2 separate regions of the Macaca mulatta genome follow, and region 1 is linked to region 2. A link is a contact called in public Hi-C data. All regions are on one chromosome and are shown on one strand. Each heading gives the region's core, a stretch centred on a gene start, on an enhancer-like site or on the middle of the called end of the contact. The rest is flanking DNA. Distances are from core to core; before and after follow the strand shown. Region 1 holds the start of CDK8 (cyclin dependent kinase 8). Region 2 holds the start of RNF6 (ring finger protein 6).

Region 1 (5,246 bases), core at 2,065-4,564, 34 kb after region 2:
GGGGTTGAAAATCAAACTGAAATTACAACTCCGTGTCCCTGATATGCTCAGTTCATTCAAACAACAATTCTGAACCTCCATCTCATGATTTCTAGGAAGTTGATTCCATGCAGGTTCTACTCCTTAAGTTTTTGCAATAGTAGTCATAAGTGCTACAAACCCTTCCTAGCTCATTGCTTTGGCTCTGTAGGCCATTTTCCATCCTGCATAATTGAGTCCCTGGCTGCTGCCTCTCTCTTTCCTGCAAGCACGCACATAAGCTTTACAGCTAAGACCAGGCTGATAGCTTGGGGGTGGCAGCAGGGAATTACCACACACAAAAGGAGATACTTAAAACTGAATATTGGATGCTACTGTTCTAGCATTAGCCATGCTCTCCTATAAAGGGCCGTTAGTGGCTATTTCTTCCTCAGCTCCCCATCCTGATACCATTTTACAGGGTCAGCTTACCTCCTACCACCATATTTCTCCAACTTATAGTCTAGGCCTCTGACTCTCACCCTGGCTTCAAAGAGAAAAGCAGACCTTACTCTCCCCTAGTCCAAGGTTAGCTTCTTTTCCTGCCCCAGGACAAGACCGACAGTCAGGATTGACATTCAGGATACTCAGTTGACAGTGAGGACACTCAATTCCTTCAGGGAGAGTTCACCTTCACCCAGAGTGAAGCCAGCCAAAACAGTGTACAAAAGTACATTTTTAAAAGTCTGAGGCTGGGTATGTGGCTCACACCTGTAATCCCAGCATTTTGGGAGGTTGAGACGGGAGGATCACTTGAACCCAGGAGTTAAAGACCAGCCTGGGCAACAGAGTGAGACTCCGCCTCTAAAAAAAAAAAAAAAAAAAAAAAAATTAGCTGGGTGCAGTGGCACACGCCTGTAGTCCCAGCTACTCAGGAGGCTGGGCAGGAGAATTGCTTGAGCCGAGGAGTTCAAGGTTGCAGTAAGCCATGATCGCATCACTGCACTCCAGCCTGGGTGACACAGCCAGACCCTGTCTCAAAACAAAAACACACACACACATAAAAAGGTCTGAGACCTTCAGTGTCCCAGGATAGCGTGTATAATTGGTACGGGAGGTGGGGGAAGGGGAACCCGATACAGTGTAGGGCCAAGCCGAGTCCTCGGCCTCTTCACAACTTTTCCTCTGGTGTGGTAGCTTGATTTCTCAAGATCTATGAGTAAATACGTGCACAAAAGACACATTCCTCAAAAAATACAAAATACACTAAGGAAGAATCTTTTAAATCCGTATTTAGAAAGATGTAATTCTTTAAGGATGCAAAGGAGCAGTTCTGCCAGAGTCACCCAATTTACATCACTGAATGGAAACAAGTAATATGCCATTAATGAAAGCTTACATGTGTTTTGTGCTTTGCACTTAGCAAAGAAAAAATTCTAGGCTCCAAGAACACACTAATAAATGATAATACAGGATTCAAACCCAGTATACGAAAATACTAAATACTTATATAGTATGCTAGGTAAAAACAATTTAATTTTACACAGTGCTGAAGTCGCTAATTTTCCCCAAGGAAAAATTATGTAAGAGAAAGCCCTTTGGAGGTTTTTTCACAAGATGGTATCTTCATCATCATCATATGCATATGGATTTTTTTTGAGATAAACATGTTTATTCATTCATTAATTTAACAAGTGTTTACTGTGCATCATTATCAAGGCATGACACTAGGTTTTATGGAAGATGCAAATATGACTTCCTATAACAACTTAGGATCTAGCAAGGGAGAGGAAATAAAAGATGAAACGGAATTTGATAAATAACACAGGAAAGGTGGAAAAAAAGTGTTAAAAAGTTCACATTAAAAGTGCAAAGTTCCCTTTGGGAAGTGGGGAGCTTTAGTGGAAATGGTAACAATTGGAAACCAAAAATTAAAAACAGACAAATAAGAGGGATAAGATAAAATGATAGATTAGTATCAATCTTGAAGCAGGACTCCTGAAGCAGGACATACTGCTACCGCAAAATTATTAACAAACTAGTTCCCATGGATTTAGATCCTTTCTGTAATCATAGCTAGAAACTGGTGTTCTTATGGGGAGCATCGCAGAAGGCTGTACTGTACTCAATACTTCCTATAAATGGACAGGAAAGGTTGGATGGTCATCTGTCACAAGAGTAACAATGTTTAGAAGTAGCTTGGACAGTAGTCATTGATTCACTTTTACTGGAGCTTGTAATGTCAGTATGTTGACATCATTGTGCAGCCCTTATCAGATTGTGAACACCAAGAGTACCCCAACTGCTGGCCCGCGAGCTGTTTACAAATATATCCGCTTTTATAGATGACAGTGGCCTTTAACATCTGGAGTTCAGAGTGGCACAAAATGTGTTTCTAAAGCTACTCTCCTTCCCACGTGCATCTCTTTGGTCAAGTTTATGGCTGGAATCAGACTCTAGTTAGATCGCTATAAAAATAAAAATAAAAATAAAAATAAATTTTCCCCAAGTGATTGAAACGAATTTCACCCTAGACTACGAGTCCCAACATGCAACGCTCCCATATTCCCACCATGTGGGGCGGAGTCGTAGAAGAGGCGGCAGCGGCGGCGGCCTATGCATTCTGGGTATTGTAGTCTCGGAACCGGCCACCGCTGGGGCTGGTCCCACGTGTTGCGTTTTGCGGCAGCTTTGGGCAGCGGCTCCCCTGCTCCCTCCACACGGTCCTCAGGGTGCCAGCGCCAGCAGGGGCGGCCAGCCACCGCGGGAGCGGGTTGGAGGGTGGTTCGGAGGCAGCCCGAGGCTTCGCGACGTTTTTGCGACAGCCGCGGCCGTGTTCCGCGAGTGCCCTCCCTCCTCCTCTCTTTGAGGAGGTACCGGCTGTTGTGCGGCGCTGCCTTTCTGTTTGAGTGTATGGGAGAGTGAGTGAGTGAGTGAGTGAGTGTGAGCGTGTGTGTGAGCGCGTGAGGCGTGAGTGCGCGTGTGAGAGGACGAGAGCCCGCCTGGCCGCCCCGCCGCTCCCGCCGCAGCAGGAGCAGAACGCGCGACCGGAGAGAGCGGCGGAGCCGGCGCCCAGGGAGCCCGCGGGGACAAGGGCAGAGACACCGCTCCCCACCCCCAGCCCTCGTCCCTCGGCTCTGCTTCGCCGGGGGATCCTCCCCGTTCCTCCACCCCCGGCCGGCCTCTGCCCCGCTGCCCCCCTGGATGTCCCCGGCGCTTTCGCGGGGCCTCCTCCTGCTCTTGCCGCATCAGTCGGGCTGGTGCTGCGGCCGGCGGGCGTAGAGCGGGCGGGTTCCCGGGGGCTGCGGCTGCCCGTGCTTCCCCGGTCCCCACCCCTGCCCCCCGGCCCCCCGACCCAGCTCTCCGGCCTCGGAGGCTGTGACAATGGACTATGACTTTAAAGTGAAGCTGAGCAGCGAGCGGGAGCGGGTCGAGGACCTGTTTGAATACGAGGGCTGCAAAGTTGGCCGAGGCACTTATGGTCACGTCTACAAAGCCAAGAGGAAAGATGGGTGAGTGTGTGCGTCTGGGCCGGTGTCCGCGCTGGGCGGCGCTCCCGCAGGCCGAGGCAGGTAGCCCGGAGGGAGAGCGGGCCGCCGGGGTGCCGGGCTCTGACTTCCTCGACGCCGGCCTCTGGCTCCGCCAGCAAGGTTTGGGGAGGAAGTGGTGTACAAGGGATCCAAAGCCACAAGAAATCCTGCGTGCCGCATCTGTGTTGTGCTTCGGTGCTAAGAGGGAAGAGGAGCCTCTGCACCGTGGGCTATATACTTTTCAAGGATTTCAAAGCTGATTTATGAAAAAATGCGTTCTAAAACGCCGGGTGAAATGTTTCTGTTTGTTTTTTTTTCCTTGGTCGATTTATTATGGTAACCTTCTGGGGATTTCCTCACCCGCCTCGGGAGTGTCATCCATCGGTCTAGAAGGAAGGCTGTGATCCTTTCCCCCCCCAGTTTGTGATCGATTTTTTATCAAATTTGTATTTTATTTGAGGGAAGGAAGGCAGCGAGTGAATGTGGTTCTGGAGAGAGTTCCCCATACGGATCATCTGCACCATACATGTTGCAGTTGCTATTTAGATATTATTAGCTGTGAATTTTTACATAGAACAATGGGGGTTTGGTGCAGGGTGGGTGGTGGGGAAGAAGACAAGTGACATAGGGACTATCTCGTTGAGGCTGTTTCCCCCAAATTTAGCGGCTGGCAGTGAACTTTAAATAATCCCTTTGCTTTAAATATTCTTCCCTAGTAACAACTTAATTAAACCTATGAGTGGTAATGCTTCCAATTTAGTTTCTTAACAGGCAAGTGAATTGTTCGTTTTTTTCTCTTTGTCAGTAGATGAATGTCTTGTAATATTGACAAAAGAGAAGGCAGTTCTTAGTGGGGGGGAATAATATATATTTTATTAACTCCATGTTTTCTTGTAAAATGGATGTTGTCTCTGTTGCCTTTGACAGAATAGAAAATTATTGAAAAGTCAAAGCTTATTATATAATCTTTGGATTTTATTAGAAACGAAGTAGCTTTACTGGAACATTCCAGTTTAGTTACCTGCTATATGATGTTTAATCACTTAAAATTTCAGATTAGGAGAGTATGTTCAGACTACATTAGCACGAAAAAAAATTCATAAAGCTGAAGTTCCCTAGTGTGGGGGAGGGGGGCGCATATTTATAAATACTTTAGTATTCTGGATGTTGGAAAGGAAAGTGTGTATTTATTCAACATTTTTCTTAGATTTACTGAAATATCTTTCTAAAAGTGTTTACAATGGACTCTACGAGGAAGATAAGAGTTCTCATTAATTTGGAATATGTATTTTAGTGCTTTTATGCCACAATAAAGTGGAACAGATCGGCAGAAGGTAGGGATTTGGATTTGAAAACTTGATACTCTGGGCGCCGCACGTATTTAAAAGTACTTTTTAGCACTGGAGAAATCAGCGTCTGGAGATACTGCTGACTCTGTTGATGTCTAATTAGACTTATTGTTGAAGTTTTACTCTGTAATGACATATATTTTAAAAATTATGTTTGATAACTTACCATACAATATTTCTCAAAAGCTTTAAACCATCTCTCCTTCCCCCAGTATTATGTAATTTTGGGCATATTCATAAAATCCCCAATCCCATGAGATTAGACATTACAGTGCATTTGACCACACTGTCATGTTATATAAAATTCTAGCGCCTTTGCATTATTTTTAATCTGTGTGAGAGAAGCCGCTTCTGTTTTCAAAAACTATGAACTTAAGCTAATAAAATATGCATATTTGTTTTAACGTTG
Region 2 (5,289 bases), core at 773-3,272:
GGCTCAAGGATTGTGAAAGTGCATCAGAGCACTTTGTATCTCCCCATAACAAGCCTCATCCTTAAGCCTGGAATGGTTAGTCCCAGGAGTTTCAGAGTGCCAGTGAAACTTCCTAACTTTGCCTAAGAAAACACTGTTTTTGAATTATATTTAAATGTCACTCCTGAGAAGCTCGCTTTTAAACGATAAGGAAATCAAGGGAGAAAGATGTTTGTTTCATAAATATTTTAAAATTTCTTAAACATATCTATTTAGTAAGTCACACTAAAGCAATGGTTCTCAAACTCACTTAAGGACATTTTTAAAAATCCAGATGCCCAAATCTCATCCCCAATCCTTGATTAGAGTTTTCCAGGGTAGGACCAGGTCTGCTGTTAAGAGCTAATTTGGGTGTTCTACAGATGAAATAAACTATTCCTCAACAACCTCTGGCATGTCACTAAAGGGTATGAGTGATACAGCACCTGATTCAGTAGAGGCTGGAGGCTCAAATGGCTAGGCTACCAGTGAAGCAACTGTGCAACTCCGCCTCTCGAAATACACCAGGTGTTTAATAAGCAAGCTGCTTTAAATATAAGGTGAAATTAGCCTAGAAGTCTAAAACACTGTAGGAGTAGGCAACTATTCAATTTCACCTGTAACACTAAATTACAAATTCAAGGATTTTTTTCACTGTGGTTATTTTGTCATTTTGAACAAATGACCTAGTAACATTATCCACTCAAATACGAATTAACACTACTAAAAACTCAAGATTTCTATCTTCAGATTAGGACCGTAATTAGCAAAGAGCATATTTCGTAGGTACAGCAATAATAGGATTTTTGTAATAAATAACTTTACAGAAACCTATCATAAAATCAAGCTACCCTAATATTATTTAAAACGTAACAGCTTCTCCTTAAAGGTAATTTTCTTATACAATTAATCACCATGAAAACAAAGCGAATACCTTATTTTCCTTTCGACATGCTTTTACCATATGCCATGGTATCCATCCTTCAATTGTTTGTACCTTTTTTGAGAGTTGCCCATCTGAAGCAATAAAAGAGAGGTGAATAATTCAATAAACTGTCTCTTTGAAGGCCAGGAACGGGTGGGAGTCTCCCCACTCTGCTGCAAAGCCAAAGCAAATTCTCCAGTGGATTTTGTTAGACACATCTAGAAAATTAGATCCCCATACAATTAGGTCATGAACACCTCCCGCAAGGCCCCTACCTCCCGCAACAAACTTAGGCCTTTCGTCCTACACTGTCACTGCTCCTGGGTTTACGCCTCCTCTCTCAAAGGCCTTCCTTCCTATCCCGTTCCCATTCGGATGTTACCAGGGTTAGGCGTCTCTGGCTTACTTCTAAACCTTGACTTTCTTGCCACCCCCGCCCTCCGTCCCGCTACTGGTTTCTTTCCTGGCCGTTGCGACGGAAGCTCGCGCCGGGGGACGATCCCCAGTATGATAAACAGAGTGGGCTCAAGGGGCCCAACCAACCTCTTCCCAACCGAGCCTCAAGTAACGCTTCCCTTAGCGACCTAGATTCCCACAGGGAAGCAGGTGATAGACGGTGCATCCCAACCAATCTCCAGCCAGCGGAGCGCATTAAGAGGGCAGTTAACCAATCGGAGAAGAGATGGGTGGCTCGAAGGATGGCCTGCTTTCCCCGGCGTCTCCAGGAAGTAGTGGTGGGACCCAGATCTTTCCCTCGAACCCACCTGTCCTCCAAGTCCCGGGCCTTCCGCCTCCTTCCCGGAAAAAGTGTGCCGCGGACGGCGGTTCTCTCGGGTGCTGGAGGCTGTGGCTAGGAGGCGGGATAGGCTTGCCGCCGCGCCTCCGGAGCCCGCTGTTCCCTCGAATTGGCCACTGAGGAGAGAAGCCGGAAGCCCGTGCTGCAGCGTGGGGTCGTCCAGCTGGGGAGGATGCTCCGCGGGCGGAACGGCAGGCCCCAGCCCTTCTTTCCAGACAGCCAGGCCGCCCACTCGGCGAAGGGGAGTCGCTCCGCAGCTCGCACCGGAGCTCGCCCGTGCGACTGAAAATTGCGTCCGTCGGGAGCTAGGGTGCCTGCGTCCCGCGTTCCGCCCTCTCCGCGCCGCCCTTACAGTGCCTCCTCCTCGAGGCCAAAAACCGGCCGCTCAGCGCTGGTGGCAGCCGCGTAGTCGCAGAGACACAGCTTGCTTTCCAGGCTTGGGAAGTCCCAGCACTTAACTCTACGCGTCCGTGTTGCTTGTTTGCCAGCCAGACTACAAAGTGCACCCAAAGGTGTATTCGTCCCTTTACTTCCGGGTGTAACGTACTACCCAGCCAGGCCCTTTCCCTTGCTGTTCGTTGGAACCTGGAAATTACAAACCCTAATACATTCTGAAGTCTGTCTGCCTATCTCTATTTGAGAAAAGGTCTCGCCCTGTCGCCCAGGCTGGAGTGCAGTGGAGCGATCGTAGCTCACTGCAGCCTCCAGCGTTCCGCCCTCCTCATCCCAGTAGCTGGAACTACAGGCGCTTGCCACTAATTTCACATTTTTTTCTTTTGTAGAGACAAGGGTCTCGCTATGTTGCCCAGGCTGATTTCGTACTCGGCCTCAAGCAATCCTCCCACCTCAGCAAAATGGGATTACAGGCATGAGGCACTGCACCCCACTACATTTTGTGTTTTTTCACCTTCTCGCTAGGAAAGCAGTTTGAAACTCCCAACATTCCTCTCTCTGATTTTATTTCTGAGATGTGAGGCTTACTAAACTTGCCTCACCATTAGTTAATATGCTGAGTAGGTCTCCGTCTAACCTGGTATAGGCCCCCTTCCTCACATCCCCGCTATCCAGATGACTTCATCACTGGAGAGTGCTCACAATGCCGTTACTTGTCATTCTCCCGTTTGTTATTTCATTTCTGCATTAATTTTTGAGGAACTACCATATTCCCATTATTATGCTGGGCAGTCCTTAGCATCAGTGAGCTACCAGTGTAGTAAGGATCTATGGACAAGTTTTTAAAATAAGCATAGGGATATGGATACTAAAATGGAAATATATAAAACAGCCTAGAAAGTCCTTCCAGGTCTCTCCGCTGCTTACATTGACAGATTGATGTCTTGGCACTCTGAAACTGCTGGAAGTTCCGCCACAAGATACGGGAACTCCTACGCAACCCCCAACTCCACTTTTACCTAATTCTCTCTGTCTCCCAAAACTCAGCTCAGTTCTCATCTTTAAGGAATTTTTCCTGATACCTCTGAGGTAACACCCTTATCTCACCCTCAAGCCCAATATCTACACATAAAACTAGGCAAATGTCCCTTTTGGGGGCTCCCATACTCCCTCTATATAAACCCATTTTAACATGTATTCATGTATTTAACAAATAGTGTGACTGTGTATTAGGTGCTGGTAATACAGACTGAATCAAACAGTCACGTCCTCACAGAATGAAGTCCTTGCCCTCTTTTTCCATGGAAAAAGAGTCATTGAGCAAATACTTGAAATGATTTTCTGATTTTAGGTTTTTCCTACCTAGAGTCTGAACTCCTTAAGTGTGAACAAATGGTCTTATTCATTGTTGTAATCCCAGAACTGAGCACAGCACCTGGCAGAACATTCTCCTCAGCCTACTGCATGTATGAGCAGAGAAAAGTGCAATCTTTTGGCAAACAGGATTAATGCACATAGTGCAACGACTTCAGATATTGTGAACACATATCATAGAAAATAAGTAGAAATCATTTTTAATACCTATGTGAATTTTGGAGAGTGCAATCAAATGCAATAATCCAAGTGCAAATACTTTTTACATGTTGAGTGGGAAGGACATTTGTGTCTCTTCCTATTTTTCCTATTTCCTATTATATACCCTAAGAATTAAAAAAATATATAAAAATGTGTAAATAAAAATACAATCAAGTGATTTACCAGGTAGGAAGCTGCAGGTTTTTGTGAGTAGAGAGTCAGGTAATGTATGTAACTTGAATCCAACACCTTGCTTCAGTTTTTGTGGTCCAAGAAAAAATGACTACCAAGAGGGCCTTAGGTACAATAGCTGGAATAGACAGCTGAATCATTCTAGATATCTACTCTGGGTCTCAGGACCTGCCAAAGTCTCTGGTCTAATTAATTTCTGTTTATTGGATTGGTACCTGGCCTTTTTAAGTGTGTATGCCTCATGTAACTCCTGCACTTTTTACAATTAGGAATAAAAAGGTGTAAAATAATTAAAACCATAAGATTAAAAGGATTTTCTGTATATCTGGTAAATTATGTACTTGTCATGTTTAAGAGATTTTGGCTTCATAAAACGACAGCCTTAATTACAATTTAAAACAAAATGGAGCACTCGATTTCAAGTTTTTAAGTTTAAGTTGAAATCTTAACTAAGTTTATGGATGGCATCGGAACTGCAAAGAGAAATTTAGGCTCGCCATATTGTCTTATTATTGGTTTAAAAATTATTGTGTAAGATTTCAAGAAGGAATTAAATTTAACATTTGAAGTACTTGTGAATGGGATAAAATATTAAATTTATAAATACAGTTTAAAATGTTGGTTTGAAGATAATTAAATAAGTATGTGAATGAGATTGAAAGTTAGTGAAAGGCTAATTCCAAATGACTGTTAAAGATTTACTATACTTGGCCAGGCACGGCGGCTCACGCCTGTAATCCCAGCACTTTGGGAGGCCAAGGTGGGCAGATCATGAGGTCAAGAGATCGAGACCATCCTGGTCAGCATGGTGAAACCCCGTCTCTACTAAAAATACAAAAATTGGCCAGGCATGGTGGCACACACCTGTAGTCCCAGCTACTTGGGAGGCTGAGGCAGGAGAATCGCTTGAACTCAGGAGGCAGAGGTTGCAGTGAGCCAAGATCGTGCCACTGCACTCCACCCTGGCGACAGAGCGAGACTCTGTCTCAAACAAAAAACAAAACCAAAAAGATTTACTATGCTTACCACTAGAATAATAAGAGCTGTGAACCAAATGTAAAAAGCTAAGGTGTAACTAGGACATTGAATTTGGAACTAATAAGTTGAATATTAACTGTTTAAGGCAAATATTTTTTTAAAGAATGTTTTCTTTATTTCCTCATAGCTCTTTTAACAGCTTTATTGAGATATAATTCACATACCATAAAATTTGCCCATTTAAGGTATATAATCCAGTAGTTTTTAGTATAATCAGAGTTGCGCAGCATTCACCACAATCTAATTTTAAAACATGTTCATCACCCCAAAGGAAACCCTACACCTATTAACAGTTACCCTTATTCCTACTCCACCCTATTCCCAGCCCCTGGCAATCACTAACGTACTTTCT

The links. Hi-C and Micro-C count contacts between places; a contact is called where the count stands out from the background.
Region 1: a contact with region 2 is called in a Hi-C map of liver, with 2.3 times the contacts expected there. The contact joins the promoter of CDK8 here to the promoter of RNF6 in region 2. A contact is called at or near these places in 3 of 14 Hi-C or Micro-C datasets (CD4 T cells, fetal cortex germinal zone and liver).

The regions. Positions count from the first base shown.
Region 1 is chr17:6,369,940-6,375,185 of T2T-MMU8v2.0, forward strand. It overlaps CDK8 (cyclin dependent kinase 8), which reads left to right and starts at 3,315. Exons shown (of 13, transcript NM_001261340.1): 1 at 3,315-3,470. The coding sequence starts at 3,343.
Region 2 is chr17:6,337,236-6,342,524 of T2T-MMU8v2.0, forward strand. It overlaps RNF6 (ring finger protein 6), which reads right to left and starts at 2,023. Exons shown (of 7, transcript XR_013407948.1): 1 at 1,708-2,023; 2 at 953-1,035. It also overlaps a transcript of CDK8 not described here.